Regions from separate parts of the Mus musculus genome. Here all the other regions are linked to region 7. Evidence: chromatin contacts called from public HiCAR-type and promoter capture Hi-C data. All regions are on one chromosome and are shown on one strand. Each heading gives the region's core, a stretch centred on a gene start, on an enhancer-like site or on the middle of the called end of the contact. The rest is flanking DNA. Distances are from core to core; before and after follow the strand shown. Region 1 holds the start of Rpl24 (ribosomal protein L24). Region 2 holds the start of Pcnp (PEST proteolytic signal containing nuclear protein). Region 3 holds the start of Nxpe3 (neurexophilin and PC-esterase domain family, member 3). Region 4 holds the start of Cpox (coproporphyrinogen oxidase). Region 5 has its middle 10 kb from the start of Ftdc2. Region 6 holds the start of Cep97 (centrosomal protein 97). Region 7 holds the start of Tbc1d23 (TBC1 domain family, member 23).

Region 1 (3,782 bases), core at 673-3,172, 1.3 Mb before region 7:
GCCTTCCACAAAATCCATCAGCTGGCTCCTGCCATCTCTCTTTCCCTCACTCAGAATGTCCCATTCCAAGTTCCCATCTGTCCTCACCCGAGCTTCTCTATGGGGACTATATTTCCAGGTTTTTGTTGTTGTTTTGTTTTTGAGACAGGCTACACATGACCCTGGTAATCCTAGAACTTGCTCTGTAGACCAGACTGTCCTTAAACTCTGGGATCTGCCCATCTCTGCCTGCCAAATATCCAGAAGTTCTTTAAAATAGGTTTTTTTTTTAAATTAAAAGTTTTTTTTTTTTTTTTTTTTTAATTTTTAAATTTCATCTGACTTTCTGTGTCTGAATGTTTAGCTCTACGTGTGTACACCAGGTGGCACTGTGTGGTCACTGGAGGTCAGAAGACCCAGCTTGGTTTCCTGGAACTGGAAAACCATCTGTTGTGAGCCACCATGTGTATGCTGGACCATGTCTAATGCCAGTCCTCTACTAATTCAACAAGTGCTCTTACAAGCTGAAACATCTTTCCAGGCCCTAAAATAGCTTTTCTTTCTTCTTAAGATTTATTTATTTTTACGTTCATTGGTGTTTTGCCTGTATGTATGTCTATGAGAAGGTGCCAGGTCCCCTGGAACTGGATTTACAGTTATTGAGTTGCCGTCTGGGTACTGGGAATTGAAGTCAGGTCCTTTGGACGAGTTGCCAGCGCTCCTAACTGCTGAGCCATCTCTCCAGCCCCATAAAATAACTTTATTTTTCCTTTATTTTATTTTCGGTTTTTAGAGACAAGGTCTGTGTGTAGCCTTGGATGTCTTGTAACTCCCTGTGGGCGAGGCTGGCCTCAAAAGTCTTAGTGACCAGCCTGACTCTTCTGGGATTAAGGCTGTGCCTCCACCGGCTGGCTAGCATAGCTTTTCTTTTTTTTTTTTTTTCTTTTTCTTTTTTTCTTTTTTTGCCTGTGTGTGTGTGTGTTTGTGTGTGTGTGTGTGTGTGTGTGTGTGTGTGTATGTAAGTACACTCATGAGTTCGGGGTCAGGCAGCTAGCTGGAGTTACAGGTGGCTGAACTCTGGTCGTCTTCAATAGTTGTATGTATTCTTAACCTGCTCACCTTTCCAACTCGTAACTTCAGGTTTTGAGACAGGGTCTCACACTGTAACCAAGGCTGGCCTCAAACTTGTAGTAGTCCCGCCTTAGTTCCTGAGTGCTCGTATTACAAGTGTTGGCAATCTATTTGAACTAGTGATTAATTACTTTTAGTTTTTGATACAGGGGGTCACTATTTATGTACCGTTGGAACTCTTACTACTATGTAGACCAGCCTGCCAGTGCGTCTTCAGAGAGCTGAGATTAAAAGCTTGCCCCACAGTGGCGGGCTCTAATATTTTTTGGAGGTGGGGATTTAATTCAGGGTTTTGCGTACCACTCGTGCTATCCCTGGGCCACGCTGTCGGCCGCTACGATTTTTTTCTTTCTTTTTCTTTTTTTTTTTTTTTGGTTTTTCGAGACAGGGTTTCTCTGTGCAGCCCTGGCTGTCCTGGAACTCACTTTGTAGACCAGGCTGGCCTTGAACTCAGAAATCCACCTGCCTCTGCCTCCCAAGTGCTGGGATTAAAGGCGTGCGGCACCACTGCCCGGCAGGCCGCTACGATTTATTTTTGTTTCAAGGAATAATCCAAAGCCAAATGCAAAAAGTGACCTTCAGGTTTTACCTGCGAGATAAAAACTGGTCTGGGCTTCGTAAGAGGAGGAAAGACACGTAGAACATCCTTGTCTCTTGTTTATTAAATCCTGCGAAATGCTGGCTTTAGATTCTAGAACACTAGCCTGGAGGAAATAAAATGGCACAGAACCCAAGCCAAGAACCAACTTGGACCTTAAACGAACACCTCAAACCCACTCCCCGCCAATGCTGTAGGAAGAAAGCTGTTGCTAGGAAACAGACTGGGCGCTCGGAAGTGACATCATCTCTGGGCGCCGGGGTCAAGGAAGGGAATTTAGGGAGGAGATTCTCTCCCTCTGCCCTATAAGGTTCTCCCATGATTCTTTCTTTCTCTTCGCCATCTTTACCCCGGCAGGCCGACATCTATCACCATGAAGTAAGCGGGCGCCCGGTGTCCCAATCCGCCTCCATCCTGAGGCCGAGCTACCGGGGATGGCTCCTCTTTGCAGCGCACATACTAACGAGCTTCGCCTTTTCCTTCCAGGGTCGAGCTGTGCAGTTTCAGCGGGTACAAGATCTACCCGGGACACGGGCGGCGCTACGCCAGGACCGACGGGAAGGTAAAGGCCGGCTGGGCCGAGCGCGGCTCGGGACGCTGGGAGTAGAAGGACGGTCCTCTCTCCCCGAAGGCCCCGGGACCGCGTGTGGGATGGGAAACTTGAGGGAATATGGATGGTGTGTAAACCAGGCTGGAAATGAGTGCTGTATGTAACCAATGGGAAAGGGAAATGGGCTTCAGGTCTTTTGGAGTCGGAGAGGGCTCAGAGCCAGATTTCTTTGAGTTTAGCGCCACCCGACCCTTTGCGACTAGTGTAGATTTTTCGGCTCCTGAGAAGACTGTAGCATTGATGCCACCCTGTCATTTGTGTCACAAAGAGGTCTCTTGCCTCCTTTATATATTTATATATTGAGAAGAGAGAAGTAGAATAAAGCTGGAGGAGGACGTCAGTCTCCACTTTGTGTAAAAGGATGACTAATTTGAATTTGTTAACTGCAGGTTTTCCAGTTTCTTAATGCAAAATGTGAGTCAGCATTCCTTTCCAAAAGGAATCCTCGGCAGATAAACTGGACTGTCCTCTACAGAAGGAAACACAAGAAAGGGCAGTCGGTAAGTGGAATGCAGCTTGCTAGTAGCCTCTTTTAAAGTTACACTGTCAGATTTTGCCAGGTTAAATTTTGGTTAAACAAAACTATGCAATGTGCTCTTGAACTAAACCATCAGACAGTAGCAGAACTTGTTAGTGTGGCCTTGGGTACCATAGCCTTCCAAGCTGTGTGTTGAAATTTGAAATGATTCCTCTCTGTAAGCTTCATTTTGGGTTGAAGAGGCCCTTAGGGGATGGTAGGTGTTGCTCTGGGTGGAGGTGTGGTGCTAGGACAACAGCTAATAGTTAGGCTTGGCATGTGTGAGCCTCGTTAAATAGATTCTAGCTGGGTATTATAGTAAACAGTGGTCCCAGATGTGAAATATGTTAAGTGGGCATGGTGGCCCACTCATGTAATGCCAGTGTCTGGGAGGTAGAAGCAGGAGGATCAGTAGTTCAAAGTCAGCCTAGGCTACATAAAACCTTGTTTCCCAAAGCAGAGCACGCAGTACAGAGTTAGTGAAAAGAAAGATGAATTATATTTATTAGATCCTTTTGGATGAATAAATGGGGGGAGGGAATCTTAGAGGTGTGAAGATGTAGAGAAACAGAAATCCTAGAATAAAATGATACAGCTGTTGTAAACCTTTTAATTAACTCAAAATGTTATTTATTTTGGTTTTTTTAGACAGGGTTACTCATAGATCAGGTTGACAACTGTTAAAAAATTTTTTTTGTGTTCTTAACATCTGGCAATTCCATTCTAAGTATTGAAAGCAGGTACCCAACAAATCTGTTATCGAACTCTTGGAATGCTGAGGCAGTAGAATTGACTTTTTGTTTGTTTAGTTTTGTTTTTTGTTTTTTTCTCGAGACAGGGTTTCTTTTTTTTTCCCCCATTTTTTATTAGGTATTTAGCTCATTTACATTTCCAATGCTATACCAAAAGTCCCCCATACCCACCAACCCCTCACTCCCCTACCCACC
Region 2 (3,643 bases), core at 877-3,376, 1.2 Mb before region 7:
TAATATCAATTAAACCAAACCTACTACAATTATTCTCTTTCCCTGACTAGCTGAGATGGGACAACTCCACAAAGGTACCATTCCTGAGTCATGTGCATTCTGGTACCTTGTCTGGGGGAAAAGAAAAAACCAAAACAAAAAACCCCCCAAAACCAAGGACTGCAGTAGCTCTCTGACAGGACAGGTAGTCCATGAGTCCTGTTCTGACACAGGAAATATACACATCACTGAAGTGGCTCTTGGCGTAACCCTTGATAGCTTGAAATGGCTGTGATTACACATTAAGTTGCTTGTCTCTAAATCTAAGTTTCTACTTAAGTTAAAGAGCTACACAGGGGATCGTCTCCCTACTAAAATAGAGCACGGTCGTGAGGCCCAACCCTAGCATAAATGGGGCCTTGGGTTCAACCTCCAGGATCAATAACGAGGTTGAATGAGTAGGGAAACTACTCGTATTTCCAACACCGTGGGCTGTCTCACAGAAGAAAGGTTGCCAAGTCTAGACAAAGTTTTCCAAGAGAGCTGAACACTTGCCTGAAGCTTATCAATTCAATCCTACCTATGGGCGAAATGTTTCAGTTAAGAAACTCTGCATGACCCCTGTATGTCTGATATTAAAGTGAGCTTTACGAAATCAGGCAAATTATGAAGAAAAGGGCTGCTATTTTAAGTTACCAACATAAAATAATCAATGTAACCCCAACACTGTTAAGATGGAAATATTATTCACAGGACAGAATGTCCCTCAACTGAAAGGGTGGCAAGTACACTGCATACATACACACGAATTTCTTTAGACGTTTAAGGTACATTTTAGCAGTACCTTAAAACGATGTTCTCAGTCAAGGCAAAAGGACCTTAAGTTCAAGGCCACCCCAAGATACTTTAGGCTATAGTTTTTCCTCAAACTACTTTTAACATATAGAAGGTCTAAAGTAAGAACTAAAATCATTAGCTATTTTACTAGTTTATTTTTAAAAAAAAACAAAATGAGGAAGAGACCTGAGAAAGTGGCCGTGGCTTGTAATTCCAGTACTCAGGAAGCCAGAGCTAAATGAGCTCCTAGCTCAAACCGGGGGTGGGGTGGGGGCGGGGGTGTTCGGCAATTAACAAACTTGGTAGACCCTACTTTTGGCCTTTATGCGATACTGAACCTATATGTTCTCACATTTAAGTATTTCAAGGATAAGCCCGAAGAAAGCCAGAACAGTGAAAGGCTAAAACATTCTAAGCATGTGCTAATTATCCTTCCGACAAAAGGGCGTAGGGGAAAAGAGACTACGCATTTCTTTTCCTTTATGTACACCATCAAAAATTACGGGGGTAGGAGGAACGAAAAGATAGCTATAATCTGAGTTTAATTTCGCGACAAATTACAGGAAGATCACACCTTCCTACCACGCCAACGAAATATCTGACATAGACTCCGCTGCTGGCAGCCTAAGAAAGATACCGGAAAGAAAGCGAATCAAACCCTAATTTCAAGCGTTTGCTGCTTGAGCCAGATTCCCCTCTCCCCTGCATCGCCTCGACTTATGCCATCGCAGGGTTTATAAATGTTATGTCTGAAAATACAGCAGAGAGTGGGCTGGGGTCTTCCACCTCCGCAGCGAAAAAGAGAGCATCAACCCTCGTTACGTGTAACCGAGAGGCCGGCGACCTCGGAAAGCCGGCATGCGGCCAGTGCCCGCGGCGGCTCGGCGCTCGTGCGGCGGCCTGAGTGCGCAGCGGGCCCTGAGCTCTCTGCTGTTCGGACTCCCGGGCCAAGCTCCCACCTCCCTTCGCACCGCCCGGTGGTAACCGGCGGCCTCTCTGATTAGGCGACGCGGACCTCGATCTCCCCCGCGGGCCACACCGGGCGTGCCCGGCACTCATCAGGGCCCAGCCCCTGGCCGGGCGAGCGCCAGCTCCGCCGGCTCCTGCGATGCCGGAAAGCCCCCCAACCCGCCCTGGGAACCCCAAAGAAAGGCCGGAGTAGCCCCCGTAGCCCGCGACGCTGGGGTTGTGTTCACCTCCGGCGGCTCCGGCTCGCTGCGGCTTCTCTGGCTTCTCCTCTCCCGCCTTCCCGTCCGCCATCTTCCTCGCCGCGGCCTCCCCCTGCAGCCCGGGCAAGAACGTCACGGCCCCGCCCAGCAACCACAAAGCTTCGGGCGGGCCAGCGAGGCCGCAGCCTAGAGAGGACCTGGAACCCGAGACGGGGACGGATGTGACGTCGTTGGCTGGAACGAGGTGTGTGGTGACGGCTATGGAGGACTGGGCGGTGGGATGGCACGTCCGGGTTAGTACGGACTCACCGATCGTGGAACGGTGGGTTCAATCCTAGGTGCTTCCACGCTCAGCGGTGGTCGCGGCTGGTCCTTCATTTTACGGGATAGGGCTGTGTTCTTACAGAGAAACGTCAGCAGTTAACGGACGCTGTCTTAGTGTTGACACCGTCCAGTGCGGTCCGGTGTGCAATTATCGTTTCCATTTGTGCAATGACACCGAAAAGAGACTTATGGAAGATCACGTCGTAGAGCCTTACGGAAATTGGGGCGGAAGAAATTTCCGCGGCTTTTGCATTCGTGAAAAATTCAGCGTGAGAGTTGTAGCAAGCAAGCAAACATTAAAAGCAGAAATAGGTATACGTGGAGGTCAAGGGCGCTTCCTGCTGTTTCAGAGGACAGTTCAATTCCCAGTTGGGTGGTCTACAGTTAACTGATAACTCCAGTTCCAGAAATCCGACTACTAAGAGTTCACACTCACTTGCATATATTCAAACACCTGTTTAAAAAAAAATACATAAAAAACAAACAAAATCCCCGGCTACACTCCGAAGGGCAGGAGCTGTCTTTCTTACGGAGAAGGGTAGTTTGCTCTACTGCAGTTTGGAGATGTCGGCTTTGTATCTACCCTATTCCACTCATCCCTTCTCTAATAACGTTTAAAATACGCCCCAGCCCAGCTTCAACGTTCGGAATTGCTTTGAATTAGAAGTTATTCACTTCTTGGTGTTTTTCAAGGAGTTTTCTTTACTCCTATAAAACTGTCTGGAGTAAAACTGTCTGCTGGTTAAATCGCCCTATTCTTTCAAGGTAAAAGTATCCGACAGAGTTTTATCATAAAAGCTAGTGCCAGTCTTGTCTCTTAACCTTCATGGACACAATGAACAGCACAAGAGTTGTCTTGTAGCGTTCCCTGCCTCTGTGCTAGCACCAGCACTTGTCTTATACTCAACAGTAAAATACAGGACTCGTCTCTTCCAGATTGGAAACACCTGTTAAGTCCTGCCTCTCCTAGAAACCTTTAGTAGATTCATTTAGTGTCAATGAAATCCATGCATCAAGTATGCTACAGCCTCATCTGTTTCTTACTTCTTTTTCTCTATACTCATTCCTCTGCCCAAATTTGGTCAATTCCTAGCCTGTAATATACACCCAGTATTAGAGAATATAGTTCATTCTGTCCTCCAAGCAACATTGAGTGTTGCTGTCCACAGACCTGCTTTTACTTCTCCATAAAATATCAGTGGACTGTTGGTTGTACCTCAGTTGGCCAAGTGATTGCCTAACGTGCAAAACCCATGGTGGGTTTCATCTCCAACACTGCATAATGAAGTGGTGGCACATATGTCTAATTCCAGTACTTGGGAAGTGGAGATAGG
Region 3 (3,439 bases), core at 721-3,220, 1.3 Mb before region 7:
AAGGTTTTCCTGCTGGGTAGCCACCTCCAACCCTCATCTGTTATTTTACTGGATATTTTCTACGCCAGCTACTGTTGCTGTTCTTCTCATTCCTCAGTTATTTTGATTTTTCCCCTGGAAAGCCTGATCAGATTTACTCTCTTTATTGTTTAGAGGTGGATCCGAAAGAACTCCATTTTTACAACGCCAGTTTCTGCTGCCTCTGAACTGTTCCGTCCCAGGCTCCAGCCGAAAGGTTCAGCTCTACACAGACACTGATAGTGGTTCCAGTCTGATAAAGTATGTGTCAGTGCTGATAAAGGCTTCTTTAAAGTACCTACTGCTCCAGTAGCCTTTGGCTGGAAATCAAACACACACTATTATAGACCTTAGTGAGAGACGAGGGTATACATTTAGAAACAGGTAAGAGACATTGTTAAGTGTAACCTGAGGGTAGTTGCTACCTTGTAAAGGTAGGCTCTTCGGTTATTAGAAGTGATAATTCTGTAAAAAGGGGCCAGTGAGGTGACTCAGCAGATAAAAGTGCCCTGACCAGCCCAGCAGTCTGATCCCCCAGGAGCCACAAGGTAGAACCACATTCCAGCGTTTGGCCTTGGCCTTTGCTCTCTGCAAATGAATTTTCTTTACACCTTAGGAGGCCAACACCTTTGCTGGTTCTGCTTTTCCTATGTCTACACCTTAGGCTTGGATCCTTTGGCATCGCTTACTTTGAAACCCTTGATATCCCTTAGATAGCTACAGTAGACTGCCAAGTAGAAGAACCACTAAATAGAGTGGCCAGGGGGCATTGCTTACTTCAGTTGGCAAGGGCTAGTGGTACTAAAATGAATTTTGAACTGTGCCTTGCCATGGTCTCTCAGGACAACTGGATTCTGGAGCACTAGGAACAACCATTCCCTCTTCAGTGACCTTCCTTCAGCTCCTTTCTCAGTAGCCGATTACACACTTGGTCAACCCAGAAGAAATTATGAAAACAACAGACATGGAAAGAAGATAGTAAGCCCAGTCAAAAGGGGACAGAGCCCCCCACACTGCTGGGTTAAAGTATGGTGTGCCCTCCCCCTGAGAGGAATCAGACAGTCATGAGGGTCCTGGCAACCTGCCAGCTTCAAAGACACCCTAATATTCCAAATGACACATAATGCCTACAGGAAGAGAACACAATCACCAGGCAGTGTGATTCTTCATCCATTGGGAACACGGCAATAATCTATTGTTGATGAAAAGCAAGGGGGAAATTACACTTTCATATACATTTTTGCAAAATCCTGCCTCACAACCTCTCTGAGCACCACTGCCCTTCTGAACTTGAGTCAAGCAGAGACAGAACACAAGCCAAGATCTCAACATCCCACAGAGGACTGTCACACACATGTTCCTCCCTGCATGACTTCTCTGATGCCTCCAAAACTGCAGCTCAGTAAGGCCTGGGTAGTCCAAAGTATGAGGAGACAACAAGATAAGAAGCAGCTGGCGCCACAGCAGCGATGAGACTGGCGATAGGGACCAAGTGCAGTGTCGCCAAGCTCTCTGCACTGGGAGTGGAAAAAAGAAGAGAAGTAAGGGGTGGGGGTTGGGGGGAGGAGAGGGGCCTGACTGCGCTCTCGGGTACAGGTCACCTGAGGTGCCTGCTACCAGGCGCTGCGGCGCTGCAGCAAGTGGAGAAACTGAGGATGGAGATGTTCAGGCTCGCCCTGCATCCTCTCTGCAGCGGCTCGGATCATCCGGACCTTGGCAGTCGCAGCCCAGGGCTGAAGCTCTGCCTGCGTCTTCGACCGGGGCCTCGGCTCCCGGGCTCTGGAACGCAGTTGGGACTCCCGGGGCCGCAGCTCCCTACACCCGGCCGGGGACGTTAGGGACCCGAGGTCCGCGCGCGGAACACAGGGCTCTGCAGCTGCGGGGCGCACGAGGCACGCCGCACCGGGCGCTCTCGGGACAGGCTCCGCCCCGCCGCGCGCATAGTCGCAGCTCGCACTCACCGGGTCTCCGGTCTCGCTCGCCGCTCGCCCTCCCACGGGATGTGGACGCTCCGATCGGGGGCCTCCGCGCCAGGCTGTTCTCTCCCGGCTTCCTGACCGCGCTACGGAGCCTCACCCCCGACCCCCGGCTACGATTGGTCCGACTATGGGCGGGGCGGGGCGGAGCGGGGATGTTGACTGACAGCCGCGCAAGCTGAGTGATGTGCCCAGTGGCGAAACAAGGAGTTGGCACTGCCTGTGCTACCCGACCGCCCCAGGGAGCTTGGGTTAGGATGACTGTGTACCTCCGGAGATACACTCTAGCCCGAGGGCTGGACCCTTTTGGAGACACAAATACAGATGACCTTCGGACATCAGCGTTTCCCCGGAGCGTCCCCTCAACCGATTCTCTTCCTGAGAACTAACCACAATGCTGGCCTAGCAGTGGCGGAGCTGCTGGTACCAGAGAAACACTGCTTGCCAAACGTGAGCATAGAGATCTTGAAGCTTCTCTCTTTGAAGTTAGTTCTTGGCAAAAGCGCCAGGATATTCCACCCAAACCACCCTCAATGCTGGATTACCCTAGTTTGGACGTTTTATGTCAAAAGCAGCTTGGTGAATCTGAGATACTGAGAGGAGTTTCTAGAGGACAGAAAGGCCTGTGTGGGACAAAAGACGTTCCTGGCTTAGAGCACAGTGGGGTTGGACTTACTTTTAACCAGAGCAAAATGCTGGGGGATGGGGTGGAGTCTGGGGCTGGAGAGATGGCTCAGCAGTTAAGAGCACTGGCTGCGTGCTCTTCCAGAGGTCCTGAGTTCAATTCCCAGTAACCACATGGTGGCTCACAACCATCTGTAATGAGATCTGACGCCCTCTTCTGGTGTGTCTGAAGACAGCTACAGTGTACTCATATACATTAAATAAATACATCTTTTTAAAAAATGTTAAAAAAAAAAGTCTGCCCTCAGACTTAGTCCCAAGTTGAAGTAGAATCGATATGAATTCCAACTGTCATTAATTATCATTATATTTATTGACAATGGAGCTATAAGAGCCTGAGGTCAGGAAGAACAGAAGCAAAACAACTGTCTTCGGGGCATAATAAGACCACTGGGTTCATGAACGCAGAGCACCTGTGCTTGCCTCTACAAGACTTGAACAAAACCAACCCACCAACATTCTCACATGGCAGGACAAAGGGTTCATGTGTACACACACATTAACTGAAGACCCAATGATGGCATCTGGGAACAGGAGATACTGTTTTCCTAAGGGTATGGACCCTGATAGGTCAACCACTCTCCGGGGAATGGCTTCCCACCTGTTAAGTGTTTGTGTAGCACAAACTGGACTAAGTTGTTTGTTTGTTTGTTTGCTTGTTTGTTTGTTTAAATTAAGAGAACACAGTGAAGGGAGTTGGAGATGGATCACGGGGGAATAGAGAGAGAGAAAATAATCAAAATACATTGCATAAAGTTCTA
Region 4 (3,802 bases), core at 998-3,497, 1.4 Mb after region 7:
AGATAAGTTAGAAGGGACAGGCGCTGTGAATCTGTCTCATACATAAATTTTTCTTGGAATATTTGAGGGGTTTCTTCACATATCTCTCTGAACAGCCAATTAAAGTTACTTTAAAGAAAGAGCAAGTTAAATCAACCATACTAAATTAATTGTATATTTAATGTATAGGGTTGTAATAGCCCAGACTAGTCTCAAACTTACAGTTTGAGTAGTCCTCCTGTGTCAGCTTCACTTGTGCTGGGAGAACAGGTATGTACTATGCCTAACTGTATATTGATTTAAGTCAAATATGATCCCTTAAGATTTTTTTAATCTGTAAGAAGATGACAAATTTAAAATGTAAATCTAGGGCAAAATATTAAAATCTCAAAACCTTCACTTTCTGTTAATTTAATTTCTCTTTCAACGGCATTAGAGTTCTAACAAGGTCAAGTTTAGCAATACCTTGTTACTAATTGTTACACATGCGTGCATGCATAGAAATAAAGAGAAATACCAGAGAAATAAAGTGGGTTCATCAAACTCTCTCTTAAAAGGGAAAATGAATACACTGATATCAGGGCATAAAATTCATTATTTTTAACAGGGGAAGGATCAAATTAGCAAGGATTCGGAGAAGCATGTGGAGTTTGAAGATGAGTTGTATGTTTGTACCTAGTGAGATAGCATACAGCTCATCAGAATGTCCTGGCTTGTGGGGTTACACAGAGAATGAAATCATAGTACACAATAGAGAGCCAATTTTACACGCAGACGAGCACCCCTACTGCATAGCTTCTGTTTACAACTTACTGACTTCTTATTTGTCCAAGGCAGCTTTTGGATGCATCAAATTGCTTATAGAGGGAACATCTTCATATACTACAAATAGGACTTGGGAGTAATTTACCAGGAAGAGGTGTGTGTGTGTGTGTGTGTGTGTGTGTGTGTGTGTGTGTGTGTGACTGGTTTTGTTTCTTTTGAGACAGGGTCTTACTATGTCGCCCTGGCCATCCTGAAAGTCTTTAAGTAGACAAGGGTGGCCTCAAATTCATATAGGTCTACCTGACTCTGCATTCTGAGTGCTGGGATTAAATATGTGTGCCACTATGCCCTTCTAGGAAGATGGTGGCTTTTATTTTTTTCTCATACAAATCCGTTTGTTTGTTTGTTTGTTTTTAAGGATTCCAGTAAGCACTGTACATTAAGATTAAGGTGGAATCAGAGAACAGGAGAGAGAGACATCCAAACAGGCTGGAAGCTAGTACACAATTTGTTCAGGGTAAGTACACAATTAGTTATTTGTCTGGGCAAGTCTCCTGAATTTCCCATTTGGCTTATTCTTGGCTAGCTTCACATTAGCAGAGCAGGATCATAAAGGAGAAGTTTCTTACAGAAAATTAGAGAGATTCCTTTTCGTTAAAGAGCTTCATTTATCACCAGGAGGCCCAGCCAGACCCAGGCAACCTTCCAAAAGATAATTCTTATCTTTCCTTCTCTTCCAAGTCGGCCTCCAGCCAGGGCACACTACAGCTAAAAGTTAAGGGTTTCTCTCCTCTGCAAGCTTTGTCACTTCTCGTGAATTCATTTGCCTGCCACATCTGCCAGGCCTGAGCACGCATGCTGCTCCAGGTAGTTTGTGGTTGCATTTGTGTAAGAAGCAGGGGAGTGAACATATCGGTCAGAACCATACCCACTGAGCTCCAATTCCTGCTACAGCCAGAATGGAAGCTTGTGAAAGAATAACCAGTGGCCTCGATTATTATTTGTTAGTAGAAATTAGAATCATCAAGGATAGTTAAAGGGCAAATGAGCCCTTCTGATACTATAAAATAATGCTGGCAATGATATATGCTTGGAACAAAACTATTAAATGTGTGAGCTTCTGTCCTCATATTTTCAACGGGTAGGGCTATGGGGAAGAACAGAGATCCAGGATAGTAAACCGGAGTGCGAATATTTTCTCTGGATCTACTCAGGAGCCCACTACCCTGAACTCTTTGGGTAAGCCAAGCACAGGGACAAGGGTGCATCCTCCAGACCCACAGCCAGGACGAAGACAAGGGGTGTGTCTCCGAGTTGTTATTTCTGCCCGTTTGTCGTCAGCCTTCTAACCCCACTTTTGCTCACTGTGGGTGAGCGAGCAGGGCAATCCAAGGTGTACGTGACTAAAGCGCCTATCTTATCAGTCCAAGCACCTCCACAGTCCTCTGGCAGCACAGGAGGCCCGCGTGCGAGCAGCAGGACCCACCTCTGTGCGCAGGGTGCAGTCTTATCTGCTCTTTCCGGGAGCGGTCAGGCGAGTGCAGGAGGCGATAGGACGGGACTACAGTTCCCAGCAGCCTCCTCGGCTCCCGCCAGCAGCCTGCGACCTACACTCGCAGCAGCTCTTCCGAACTCCACGTAGCAGTGCTGGGGAGTCTGGGTCTCAGGACCCTGGGAGCTCCGGTGGGTCTGCAGGATCGGATTTGCCCAGTCCCGGCGGGAGATGGCCTTGCGGCTGGGCCGCCTGGGTTCGGACCCCTGGTGGCGAGCGGTGCTGGGCGACTATGCTCAGCTGCGCGCCGCGTCCCCGCGCTGCGCGTCCGCCCGCGTCTGCCAGCTGCCTGGCACGGCTGGTCCCCAGCCTCGCCGCGGGCTGGGCTACGGCCCCTGGGCTAGAGGCGGGTCCGGGCTGGGGACCCGGCTGGCCGCGACGCTGGCGGGGTTGGCAGGGCTGGCAGCCGCCGCCTTTGGGCACGTGCAGCGGGCGGAGATGGTGCCCAAGAGCTCGGGGGCGCGGAGCCCCTCACCTGGACGGCGGGAGGAGGACGGGGACGAGCTGGCCCGCCGCTGCAGCACCTTCATGTCCTCGCCGGTGACCGAGCTGCGGGAGCTGCGGAGGAGGCCGGAGGACATGAAGACCAAGATGGAGCTGATGATTATGGAGACCCAGGCTCAGGTGTGTCGGGCACTGGCGCAGGTAGATGGCGTTGCCGACTTCACTGTGGACCGGTGGGAGAGGAAAGAAGGTGAGGAGAGAGCTCCTGTTTCTTGGTTGGGCACCAGTTGCAGTTTAGGATTGGGGATTTAAAGTAGAACAGTTTTTACAGGGGGGTGGGGGTGGGGGGTGATCTGTCAGAAGGGACAGACTTGAATGACTGACATTGAGAGAGCCATTCGCTTTCTACTTGCAGATGTGGACCCAGAGGTGCCAACAATGTAGGACAAGTCACTTGAAAATATTGGCAATTCATAGTTGCACTTTTTTTTCTATAGGTTTGTTAAAGAACATCTGCAGGCAGCAAAGTGAAGCTTTCATGTTCAGTTTGTTACTGAACACGTCTCCCCCCCCCCCCCCCCCCAACACACACATTTTTTATTTATCCATCTGGGTGCATTTGTCCCTGCCCTATTAGAGGCAGAAGAAACACTGATCCTTTATGTCTGCTAGATTCCCTATGTCAAGAGTCTCCCTACTGTTTTTTGGCGGGTTATATAAGGAATATTTGATTAGTCTTCCAGTAGTTCTTACTAAATTGCATCATCAAATTTCTTGAAGGATTCCTTAGAATGCCATTCATGTTGAGTCATGTATTGGTGGCCATGTTGTTCCAAACAGAGTAGTCCTTCCCTGTTCTCCCCTCCCGCCTTAATTTTAAACTTGAGGATTTCTGACTTTTTCCAAGCTGGAAATACAACAGTATATCATCAATCCATTGTGAGTTATGATGCTACCACGTCTATATTAAATGGGAGTCAGTCTGATTTTCATGGTTTTTCATCTTGTAATGTTTTAGGGTAAAAGTCACTGACCGACCCAGACACAATCTCAAACACTAGA
Region 5 (3,708 bases), core at 424-2,923, 1.4 Mb after region 7:
TGTGTCTCCCTGGAGTAGACTGATGTGCCAGTTTATAAAACAGAATGATAGGCGGGGCTGGCAAGATGGCTTGGTGTCTGTTCTTCCAAAGGTCCTGAGTTCAAATCCCAGCAACCACATGGTGGCTCACAACCATCTGTAATGAGATCTGATGCCCTCTTCTGGCGTATCTGAAGACAGATACAGTGTACTTACTTATAATAATAAATAAATCTTAAAAAAAATAATGATAGGGAGAAGGAACATGGATGAGAGTGAAAGAAGGAAGTGGAAAATGACAACACTGAGGGGTGAAAATCTAGTCAACCCTAAATGAAATTATAGAAGATAATAGGGTAAATACATCTCTTTATCTCTCTAACTCTCTCTCTCTCTCTCTCTCTCTCTCTCTCTCTAGTCAGGGAAGCAGAACCAGGAGTGATCTTGGGTATACATGTGTTCACATAGAACAAACACAGATGTATTATTATGTAGAGAGACAGAGACAAAGTAAGACAAAAAGAGGGAGACTAAGACAAGGTAGAGGGGAGAAGGGATCTTTATATTAAGGACTTTGGGCTCTGGCAAGTCCACTATCTCTAGGGATGGGGGAGGGGCCAGCAGGCTGGAGAGCTAGGGAGAGCATGCTCTGGTTCAAGTGTCTTTGCAAAGAGAATTTGCAGTATCCTTTCTTGCTCAGGAAACAGTCTTCAGGTGATAAACAGAGACTCACCGTCCACATTATAAACCTTCATTTCACCTAAAATATAAATTAACAGGAGCATACAGGATAAGGTTTGGCTAAATATCTAGGAAATGTGATCCAACATGGATTCACCAAATTAATGACCACAGGCTCTGACCAAAGGTCAACTCTTGGGCATGCATGAAGAACCTGTTTGTGTTACATGAACATGGGATAAGCACAGTAACACAGGAATGAAAGTAAAAAGAAAAGAAAAAAATATCAAAAGCACATCAAAAGACCTATTAGGTTATTTCAGAGAATCAAAGCCCAGGGAATCTAATCTGACAAATTGATTCACTTGTAGAAATGAGTGTGACAACTCAGCAAAGGCCAGGGAAGATTCCTGCTCCATCTGTGCCATGCATAGTGTCTTAGTCAGGGTTTCTATTCCTGCACAAAACATCAAAGACTGAGAAGCAATTTGGGGAGGAAAGGGTTTATTCAGCTTACACTTCCACATTGCTGTTTATCACCAAAGGAAGTCAGGACAGGAAGTGACACTGGGCAGGAACCTGGAGGCAGGAGCTGATGCAGAGGCTGTGGAGGAATGCTGCTTACTGGCTTGCTTCCCCTGCCTTGCTCAGCTTGCTTTTTTACAGACCCCAGAACTACCAGTCCAGGGATGGTACCACCTGAAGTGGACTGGGCCCTCCCTTCTTGATCACTAATTGAGAAAAAATGCTTACAGCTGGATCTCATGGAGGCATTTCCTCAACTGAGGCTCCTTTCTCTGTGATAACTCCAGCTGTGTCAAGTTAACAATGCACAACCAGCCAGTACACAGAGTAAGGAAAAGAAGGCAAGCATGGCTCAAGTCATTCTCAAAAGGGTAAAGAAAACATTCTAGCCAAATAATACTTTATGTACTTTTATCTATCTTTACTCATAATTTAGTATAACCTTATTCTTTTATATTAGCAAAGCCACTAGATGGGGCTAGTATTTCACACTGACTATTAAGAATGACTGGGCTAATATTTGGGAATCATTTTCATGGTCCTGGAGCATTCTACAAAATGAGATCATGCACTTGAAGACAGGATTCTCAAGGCTCAAAGGGATTGTTGCTACTGGTTTGGGGCGGGGACTGGTAGCTTCTTTGTAACCCCAAAGTTCCCAGTAAGGGACGTGCTTATAAATATCAATGACATCGAATTAGTGGTAACATTATGCCAGGTGAAAGGCAGAGCAATAAGTATAATAATGTTAAGAGAATTAAAGACAAGATCCAGACTTGGTCTCCTCTAAGCCTCCCAAGCTATTGTTTCCTCACTTAACATGTGAGTGTGGCTGCCGTGGCCCTCTGTACACATAAGGTTGATGGGAACTAAGAAAGTGCTGATAAAAAAAAAAAAAAAAATCAATGATCTTGGGTTTAGATGGGTCAATGATGTTTGCCCTGTGGTGTTCTCCTAACATTCAGTTGCAATTGAGGTTAGCTCTTATCTAACACAGGACATTCATTGCCAGGAGAAATGCCAGGAAAAAAAAAAAACTGAAGGGAAGGAAAGGTTTATTCTGGCTCTGGGTTTCAGCAGGTATGGACTGTGGCTGTCCAGCAGGAGTTGGGCATGTCATATCAGAAGGAGAATGAGGGAAGAGAGAAAGGACCAATGAGGGAGGAAGAAAATGAGAGAGAGAGAGAGAGAGAGAGAGAGAGAGAGAGAGGAAGCGAAGGCGTAGTCAGGAGATTTAGTCCCAGGCTACATCTCCAGTGACTTTTTTGCATCACCTACTTCTTACCACATTCCTTCTAATAACCCCCTAGGAGACAATCTTTTGATGAGGGTAGAGCCCTGGAAGGTCCTATCACTTCTCAAAGACCATCAACTGGCAGCCAAACTCTAGTTTCTGAGTCCTGAGCCATGTCATATTTAAAACTATGGATATGGAATATGGATATGGAAACTGCACAGATTCTGGTGACAATGAGAGTGAAAATCTGAACAAATACTTGGAGCAAGAGAGAGGGGTCTCTTGAAAGGATACATACTGGGACTGGATGTGGCTATGTTACTACTTCCAACCCTGCTTTATTCATCTTGACTTCTATGCTTGCTGGATGGAACCTTCCTGGTCTAATTTAGAAAGAGAAGAAAAGAAATCATTGGGTATCTGTGAGGTCTCTAGAGTGTATATTCTTATTTAGTTATTCTGTATCGCCTCACTTCTTTTACCAAAACAAGGAAAAAGTACTGATCGTCAACCTTCAGTAAAAGACAGTACCATAACTTCCCATCTTCATTCACATGTGATCTGAAACTCCTGCTTCAATGATAGCCAGCCACTACATAGACTTCTGCACTCGGCCCGTTCTTGTTTATTCTCTATTGGTTGGACGGTGAACATTATCACCCCTGAACCTCTTCCTTTTCCTTTTTAGTGCTGTCTTCTGCCCCACTCCCAAGACACTGCAGCAGAAGCCCCAAAGGCTTCTTGTTTTCTTTAAGATTATCTGTTGTTGCCCTATGTTCTGACATTGACAGTGACCTGTTCAGTTGTTCTGGGAGAACTCAAGTTTTCAGCATTGTGAGGCTCATATATACCTGTCCTGTCCTCTTCTTGGGACACATTTGCATTTGTCAGCCAGTGCAATAAACCTATAGTAAGAGATAAGTGTGGGTTTGTTTTTCTCTCCCTCTGGATCATTCAACCTCTTCAGCTCTGAACTCACCTTTCATGGTAAGTAGACAAAGGCCCAAAGGGTAGTACAAGTCTTTACCAAAACCCAAGAGAGTGGATTCTTGACTTCTAAGTATAAAAGGACAAAGATAAAATATCTTACATGTATATTTTCCAAGACAGTAAAACAGTCTACCAAGTAACCAATTAGGACTAAAATAAGGGTGTCCCTCTTGGAAGTTACTATGGTTTGATTGTGAAATGTCCCCACTTTAGGATTTTCCTGCTGTGAAGAGACACCATGACCACTGCAACTGTTACAAAGGGAAACATTTCATTGGCTCTGGCTTAGTTTCAAA
Region 6 (3,760 bases), core at 588-3,087, 1.3 Mb before region 7:
AAGGCCAGATTAGTTTTCTGAACCAGTTCCAGGACAGCCAGGGCTACACAGAGAAATCCTGTCTTGAAAAACAATGGGCTGGAGAGATGGCTCAGCCGTTAAGAGCACTGGCTGCTCGTCCAGGTTCTGAGTTCAATTCCCAGCAACCACTTGGTGGTTCACAACCATCTGTAATGAGGATCTGATGCCCTCTTCTGGTGTGTCTGAAGACAGTGACAGTGTACTCACATACATAAAGTAAATAAATCTTAAAAAAAAAAAAGGCTGGAGAGATGGCTCAGAGTGGTTAAGAGCACTGACTGCTCTTCTAGGGGTCCTGAGTTCAATTCCCAGCAACCACATGGTGGCTAACAACCATCTGATGACCTCTTATGGTGTGTCTGAAGGCAGCTACAGTGTACTCATATAAATAAATAAATCTTTTTTAAAAACTATAAAGTTGTTTTTTTTAAAAAAAAAAAAAAAAAGTGGATGAGCCACGTGCACAGCACAGCTCACACCTTTAATCCCAGCACTGGAGAGGCAAAAGCAAGAGGATTTCTTTGAGTTTTTGATCAGTCACAGCTACATAATGAGACCATGGCTTTGAAAAGAAAAAAGAAAAAGAGTGAGAATATAATATAAACATTGTTCTACATAAAAACATGAGATAATGGGAGAAAGGCATCCAAAATATCATCTGGCTCTTTGGGGGCGGGGAGAATGGCTCTGTAAGTGCTTATTGCTGCTGTTCTCGGTGAGCTAGGAAGGTTGAGAAAAGAAGCTATCAGAGTGGGCGGGGCCTGAGTAACTGCCAATTTCAATTTTTCGATCAGACTGGAGCTACCTTGGGATGTAATTTTTCGGTTCTGCGCTCCTAGAGGGTTTCAATGCTTTTCGGTTTTCTTATCACGTGAGGCGTCGTGAGCCCCTTCTTCGAGATGAAAACTAGACTGTCCTGGAAAAGCGCACCTAGCGTCCGCACACAATTCCTAAGTGTCGACACATGTTTTAGCCGAACTCCTTCCCGTAGGAACTCAAGGGTCTCCGGGTTATGAGCCTCAACTCTACCTACCCTGCTCTGCCCCAATCGGGCCAGCTGCTACCACGCCTCAGAGTGTAACCAAAACAAAAGCTCTGAGGTCGGCGCCCCACGGAGGCATCTCCCAAGCACAGGCGCACCCCCCAACCTGGGCTCTGCCAAACAAAGACCAAACTCGACCCCGGGACCCGGCCTGCAGAATGATCGGGGAGCAACGCGTGTCTGGGTCATTCTCAGATTCTACCACGGCTACTGGTCACTTCCAAAGAAGAGTTCAAGCAGACTGTGATGCGGTTTCAGATGAGATGCTTCCTGAACGTTCTCGGACGAGAAGGAGAGGCACGGGAAATAAAAAGGCTGCACTAATTTCCTGTGGGCACTCGGAACTCAAAGTAAACGTCCCAGAAAGGTCACCGCAGTCCGAAGCCCACTGCCCCCAGTCAGGCTAAGGAGAGCGCGGGACAGGGGCGCCGGGCACCGCGAAGGCTCCTGGGGACTGAAGTCCCTCATTCAGCCTTCACAGTAATGTTGCGGGACTGGACCAGACAGCGGGACTACAACTCCCAGTAGGAAGTGCGCCTCCGTGTTGCTTACAGCCCCTCATCAAAAGAACTGGTCCAAAACTGCACCTCTAAACCCAGGCTTTCTCTTTACACCAAGCAACTGTTTAATATGACATACTGAAGTAAACTTTGGAATTTAGGGGTAGGGATCATCGTACCTTCTCCCGGAGCCAGAGCCCCGTCGACTCGCGCCACCGCCATACTTGCCGCTTGCTAATGACACCAGGCAACCGTCTTCTGCCGTTCTGTAGAGCATGTAGTCAGCAGTGGGGCGCTGCAAACTACAACTCCCAGGATGCACAGCACTCACTCGACCCAATTGGCTCCCTGATGGGACTTGCTGGCTACAATGTGGGAGGTAAAGCTTAGAAGACCCGGGTTGACACCTAAAGTTGATCTGGTGAGCAAGCTGTATTGTTAGATAAACCATTTCACTCCAGGGCCAGGTGTTTGAGAAATTCGACACTTTTACCACCTGGCACATTATAAAGACGTTGTTTAAAACTGAATTTGAGAACTCATTGCCAGAAGTCTCTATGGCAGCTACCCATTTTGACAATTCTGAATTAAGTTTAAAAGGTTTTAGCTTCTCTATAGGAATGACAGTGAAATATTTTGACATAGTCAAATGGATACGTTATATTTGCAATTTACCCAATCTTACCTAATTAAATAGATTTAAAGCCTCAGAAACTGATATTTTTGTTTTAAATGGTGGTTCTTACACATTGAACAGTTTGGTCAAGGAGTATATTTGATACATATGTACCCAGAACTTTTTCCAGAGTATTCAAAAAAGTTTAAAATAGTTTCCAGAGTCAGGAATACTTACTTTACCTGGTTGGGAGGGCACAGGCTGATCTTTTTTTGATTTAACTATGAACTCGGTAATCGGGAACTAGAAATTACAATCTTTGGACAAAACTTGACAGGGGAAGTAAAATTAAGCTAGGGTTTACAAGGTAACTCAATCGTACAAAGGGGGCTCCACTTTCTTTCATCAACTGCTCAACGTACTAAAAGCTACTCTTGGTGTTCGAGAAATTCAACACTTTTACCACCTGGCACATTATAAGGACATTGTTTAAAACAAACTGATGTTGAGAACTCATTGCTAGAAGTCTCTATGGCCGCTACCCATTCTGACAAGTCTGAATTAATTTTAAAGGGTTTTAGCTTCTCTATAGAATGACTCGCTATAAGGCTCTCTCTGAAGTCTGAGGATTCCTGTTCAGGAAAATTCAGTAACTTGGTGCTTCTAGCTTTTCAGGCTCAAAATTCTAAGAGCATTTCCTCTTTCCTGGTTCCCTTTGGCATCACTGCCCTTAAAGACCTTTCTGTTTCCCATTGCTTTAGTCTAAAGATACTTTTCTATTTCTGAAGAAACAATAAGAATTCCCCCCTTCATTTTAACCAGTAGACACCTTACTTGGAGAACAGTCTTACAACTTTATATGTCTGAAAACAAAGCAAGCCTGTCGTGGTGGCCCAAATTTTAATCCCATCAGTTGGGAGGAAGACTATATATTGTTAGATATTGGAAGAGGCAAGCAGGAGGATGTCTGTGAGTTCAAGGCCACCTTGGTCTACATAGTGAGTTTAATCATAGCCTGAGCTATGCAACAGAGAGATTCTGTCTAAAAACAAAACAAGTACACATGTACACACACACATCAGACACACACACACACACACACATCAGACACACCGGAAGAGGGCATCAGATCCCATTACAGATGGTTGTGAGCCACCATGTGGTTGCTGGGAAATGAACTCAGGACCTCTGGAAGAGCAGCCAGTGCATAAATTAAAACAATTGGAGAGGATGAAGAGACAGCTTAGCCAGTAGGGGAGTTTGCTGCCAAGACTGATGATCTGAGTTCAAGTCCCATAACCCACACAGTAGAAGATGATCACCCACTCCTGAAAATTGTGAATTGTGTTCTGAGTTCCACATGTGTGCTACCTCATTCATGGAGAGAGAGAGAGAGAGAGAGAGAGAGAGAGAGAGAGAGAGAGAGAATATGTAACTTAGAAAAAGGAAGGGCCAGGAGAGAAGTATGCCAAGTCCAGCCTTGGCCACATAGAGGCACCTTGTCTCAGAAACAAAAACAAACAAACAAAAAAAAAAAACCAAATAACAACATCAGCAAACAAGAATAACCCAGAGAACCCC
Region 7 (3,494 bases), core at 766-3,265:
TCAAGCAGTGCTAGTTATTATTCCCCAAATAAATCCTTAATTTTCCTGCCTTTGCCTCCATTTCTGCCGTTTCTTTATTCTCTTAACAGCATAGCACAATCTGGGATTTAGCCTCCAGCTCTGTAAGGTATTTAATATTTGAAATATGGCTAGACCAACTGAAATTCATGATAAGTATAAAGTGTACATAAATCTTTTCATATGGGTAAAAATTAAAAACTAAATCTGGTTGTGGTGGTATACACCTTTAATCCTAGAGCTTAGGAGACAGAGGTCAGACAAGGCTATATAGCAAGTTCTGGACCAGCTAGGGCTACACAGTGAGACCCTGCCTTCAAACAAATAAATAAATGAAAAACTGCTTTTAAATAATGAGCACATATTCAAATAATACATTGGTGTTGGATATATTTTTTTTAAACATAGTAAAAGTTCTACCTGGTTTTTGTTATTGTTTTTTAAGTTTTCAATGAGGCAAAGGAAAGAAATTTTAATTAATTCCTTCCGTAGCTCACATTATAGTGACTATTTTGAACAATGTTAAGGTAAGTCTTACTGATGCTTCAGAGTCTAACTCACACACCAGTGCCTCCATGAGCTTTTGTAATGCATGCTGAAATGGTTTCTGCCTCTTCTGAACTCCCACAACACTTATTTACAATCTCAGAGAACAAAATTAACTTTAGCTTGCTACATGTGTACCTGTCAGTCCCCAGAAGACCAGCTACTCAACTGCTATATCGTGTATTCCTTTCTGTTATTTCTATTGTCCTCAATTAGTAAAGTACAAATTTACCAAAGGCTTGCATTGTGTGTAGGTACACCGTGACAGTGATATATAAACACTGTGAAAAACAACAGCAAAATCCATGAGTCTTACACCTGGTCAATACAGTTAGATCAACTGTAAGATATACACGTGCACACACACACACACACAACTTCAAAAGTAGAAGTGTCCACCAAAAATTAATGACCCTCAGTGGGAAAAATAATGCCTACCAAAAAGGTATTGGCAGGGTTGGGGATGTATCACAGTTGGTAGAATGCTTGTCCTAGCACACAGGAAGCCCTCGGTTCAATCCCCAGCCCAACACAAACCAGGCAGGATGGAGCTTACAAGCCAGCACTCGGGAGGAGAAAGCAAAAGCATTGGAAGTCCACAGTCATCCTCAGCCACTCAGAAAGTTCGAGGCCAGCCTTGGGCTACATGAGTTCCTTTAAAAACCAAATCTTCCCACAGCCCCAGAGACACATGCAAATGCCCGGGAGAAACAGTAACAAAATTCAAAACGCCCTCCAAGTCATGAAATTAAATTGTGAGGAAAGTGGTGGGGAAGAAAAAAAAATAATAATAACAAATGTTAGAAACTGTTGGGAGATAAACAAAATTAATAATAATAATTTTTTTTTTTAAAGACAACCCTGAACTACGTAGAAGGAATCTTGCTGGGTGTATCTCACGACCTCTGCACTGTCAAAGGTCGCGGTGGTTATTTCAAAAGATCTCATTTCAAATGGTCTGAGATCTCCATCCAAGAACTTCCTCCTTAGTGCGCCCATTCCAACTCCCTGGCTAGGGACTCGGCGAACTCAGTGGGGAAGCCACTCTCTTCGCTGGGCCAAGCGGGAGGACCTGACTTAGGCGCAGATCCAGGATGGCCCCTGAGTCCCCGGGATTCTGCCCCAGCCGCAGAAGCCCGCGGGCAGAGGGGACCCTGAAGCAGAGGGGGCGGGGCAGGGGCTCAGAGGAGGACAGGTGCCTTTTGCTCCACGCCCCGCCAGCCAGCACCTCGGGGACAGGCAGGATGGCGAACAGGAAGAGAAGGGGCCAGTGGGAATTAAACCTGGGCTCGCACTCACCAGCTGTCCCCGCCCGACGTTGACAGTGGCAGAAGCTCTTCTCCTTCCGCCATTGCTGTTGACGTCCACGTCACTTTGCCGAAAAGTGGACCTGGCACCGAGACTGTCTCAGAGATTCAGTGTCGTAAAAGGAGTTATGAAGTCTGAGACTTGAGACTCACCAGAGCGAAAGAGGGAGGAGGCGAGGAATTGGAAGGATGCAACGTCACCACGTCTCTAGGGCGAAAGGCGGAGCCCGGAGCTTTGCGAGAGGGAGAAGATTATGGAAGACCACAAATCCCAGGATGCCAAGGGCCCGCGAACGGAGTGGGCGGGGCACAAGGCTTGTGGGCGGGGCCGACCCTGGGGAGTGGGAGGGGTTCTCCGGGATGGGGCGGGGCGCCACGCTGCGGGCAGGCGTGGCTCAGAGGAGACTCTGAAAGTGAAGCATCCTGGCTTGGCGTCTTAATGTTTGGGTCTCTGGCTGTCCGGTGTGAGCCAGAATTGAGAATCCCAGCTAGTGGAGAGAGGAGGGCAAGTATGAATTCACACAGAGAAGGTAGGCTGAATAGAAAAAAAGGAAAGGACATACCACATCATTTGTAAAGACCATTCAAAAAAATAAAAAGGCCAGGGACTTAGTAAACCATACAGCACTTGCCCAGCATCCTCAATGATTCAATCACCAGAGCTACAAGAAAAATAAAAATACACGAAGGACTCTGTCAAGCTATCCAGTTAAGAAAATTATACTCTAGTCTTCTATCTTAAATATGTCTTCTAACAGCCAGGAGAATCAACTGTAGTTCTGAAACTGAAATTCCAGTTTAAAAAATCAGTTTAAGAAAGCTGCCGAGGGGGGCTGGTGAGATGGCTCAGTGGGTTAGAGCACCCGACTGCTCTTCCGAAGGTCCAGAGTTCAAATCCCAGCAACCACATGGTGGCTCACAACCATCCGTAACAAGATCTGACTCCTTCTTCTGGAGTGTCTGAAGACAGCTACAGTGTACTTACATATAATAAATAAATAAATCTTAAAAAAAAAAAAAAAAAAAAGAAAGCTGCCGAGATCCTTCCCTTCCTAGCCAAAGTCCCATTTGTCCCTCTAAATGGGCCTCCTTGTTCCGCACCCAGGTTTCATCCACAGTACCAGTATTACCAAAACACTAGCCCCTGGGCTATCTTTGCCTAGTACAGATTCAGGGAGGAGCTGAACAAATATTTTTAAGCCCAGGAACAACGATGCAGTTAACTACATGAAATTTATGGATAAATCTGAAAATGCCATTGTTAGATGAACCAAACAGATTACAAACAAAAGGCATCGTTTATGTTTGATATCAATATATTAGCAATAGATGCATGCACACTGAGAAATGCAGGGGTAATGTGTAGAAAAACTGAAAACAATTAAGTTTTAGATGGGGCAGGAATGACCAGAAATAGCTTTAATTAAGTAAAGTAAGTTTCTGTTCGATTGGTTGGCTGGTTATGTTTTGTTTTGTCTTTTGAGACAGTCTCACTAGTAACCTTGAGGAGCTCAGAATTTGCTTTGGAGACCCGGCAAGACCAGGTTTGGCTTGACTCCGGGGCTGGTGTCTGTGAGCTCCTAAGCGCAAGTGTTCTTCCTGCCTCCGCCGCTCAAAGAAGCA

Evidence for each region. Promoter capture Hi-C pulls out the DNA fragments that hold promoters and counts their contacts. HiCAR-type assays count read pairs that join an accessible place to other places. Capture Hi-C pulls out chosen DNA fragments and counts their contacts.
Region 1: a contact with region 7 is called in a promoter capture Hi-C map of neutrophils, with 4 times the contacts expected there. The contact joins the promoter of Rpl24 here to the promoter of Tbc1d23 in region 7. A contact is called at or near these places in 5 of 39 promoter capture datasets (the HPC-7 cell line, hematopoietic stem and progenitor cells, hippocampal neurons and 2 more), 3 of 115 datasets of contacts at active chromatin or transcription factors (astrocytes, embryonic forebrain and large pre-B cells) and 3 of 9 other capture datasets (adipose tissue, liver and pancreatic islet).
Region 2: a contact with region 7 is called in a HiCAR-type map of astrocytes, with 3 times the contacts expected there. The contact joins the promoter of Pcnp here to the promoter of Tbc1d23 in region 7. A contact is called at or near these places in 3 of 39 promoter capture datasets (the HPC-7 cell line, hippocampal neurons and liver), 2 of 484 Hi-C or Micro-C datasets (B cells and olfactory sensory neurons), 3 of 115 datasets of contacts at active chromatin or transcription factors (astrocytes, pancreatic cancer cells and stem cell-derived neural progenitor cells) and 2 of 9 other capture datasets (adipose tissue and liver).
Region 3: a promoter capture Hi-C map of liver shows a contact between it and region 7, with 5 times the contacts expected there. The contact joins the promoter of Nxpe3 here to the promoter of Tbc1d23 in region 7. A contact is called at or near these places in 1 of 39 promoter capture datasets (the C10 cell line), 2 of 484 Hi-C or Micro-C datasets (B cells and CD8 T cells), 2 of 115 datasets of contacts at active chromatin or transcription factors (large pre-B cells and pro-B cells) and 1 of 9 other capture datasets (liver).
Region 4: a promoter capture Hi-C map of liver shows a contact between it and region 7, with 4 times the contacts expected there. The contact joins the promoter of Cpox here to the promoter of Tbc1d23 in region 7. A contact is called at or near these places in 14 of 39 promoter capture datasets (the 3T3-L1 cell line, 3T3-L1-derived adipocytes, the C10 cell line and 9 more), 5 of 484 Hi-C or Micro-C datasets (the Ba/F3 cell line, CD4 T cells, the N1E-115 cell line and 1 more), 3 of 115 datasets of contacts at active chromatin or transcription factors (astrocytes, embryonic stem cells and forebrain) and 2 of 9 other capture datasets (adipose tissue and liver).
Region 5: a promoter capture Hi-C map of liver shows a contact between it and region 7, with 4 times the contacts expected there. The contact joins the enhancer-like site here to the promoter of Tbc1d23 in region 7. A contact is called at or near these places in 6 of 39 promoter capture datasets (3T3-L1-derived adipocytes, embryonic stem cells, hippocampal neurons and 2 more) and 1 of 115 datasets of contacts at active chromatin or transcription factors (pancreatic cancer cells).
Region 6: a contact with region 7 is called in a promoter capture Hi-C map of pre-B cells, with 4 times the contacts expected there. The contact joins the promoter of Cep97 here to the promoter of Tbc1d23 in region 7. A contact is called at or near these places in 5 of 39 promoter capture datasets (the C10 cell line, the HPC-7 cell line, liver and 1 more), 1 of 484 Hi-C or Micro-C datasets (B cells) and 2 of 115 datasets of contacts at active chromatin or transcription factors (astrocytes and large pre-B cells).

Annotation. Positions count from the first base shown.
Region 1 is chr16:55,964,353-55,968,134 of GRCm38.p6, forward strand. It overlaps Rpl24 (ribosomal protein L24), which reads left to right and starts at 1,923. Exons shown (of 6, transcript NM_024218.4): 1 at 1,923-2,086; 2 at 2,195-2,270; 3 at 2,708-2,818. The coding sequence starts at 2,082. It overlaps Gm6958 (MLV-related proviral Env polyprotein-like), which reads left to right. Exons shown (of 1, transcript XM_001480210.4): 1 at 1-696.
Region 2 is chr16:56,027,591-56,031,233 of GRCm38.p6, forward strand. It overlaps Pcnp (PEST proteolytic signal containing nuclear protein), which reads right to left and starts at 2,127. Exons shown (of 5, transcript NM_001024622.2): 1 at 2,013-2,127. The coding sequence starts at 2,076.
Region 3 is chr16:55,893,309-55,896,747 of GRCm38.p6, forward strand. It overlaps Nxpe3 (neurexophilin and PC-esterase domain family, member 3), which reads right to left and starts at 1,971. Exons shown (of 6, transcript NM_001134457.1): 1 at 1,620-1,971.
Region 4 is chr16:58,667,961-58,671,762 of GRCm38.p6, forward strand. Cpox (coproporphyrinogen oxidase) reads left to right here and starts at 2,248. Exons shown (of 7, transcript NM_007757.2): 1 at 2,248-2,990. The coding sequence starts at 2,468.
Region 5 is chr16:58,626,103-58,629,810 of GRCm38.p6, forward strand. No RefSeq gene overlaps it. Among named protein-coding and RNA genes, the nearest start is that of Ftdc2, 10 kb to the right of the region's middle. Within about 2 kb of position 1,674, at least 10 of the 459 cell types and tissues checked have an H3K27ac peak or open chromatin away from gene starts, as enhancers often do. A contact at or near this core is called in liver, where this site is marked.
Region 6 is chr16:55,933,011-55,936,770 of GRCm38.p6, forward strand. It overlaps Cep97 (centrosomal protein 97), which reads right to left and starts at 1,838. Exons shown (of 11, transcript NM_028815.4): 1 at 1,743-1,838. The coding sequence starts at 1,785.
Region 7 is chr16:57,229,451-57,232,944 of GRCm38.p6, forward strand. It overlaps Tbc1d23 (TBC1 domain family, member 23), which reads right to left and starts at 2,016. Exons shown (of 19, transcript NM_001358433.1): 1 at 1,864-2,016. The coding sequence starts at 1,916.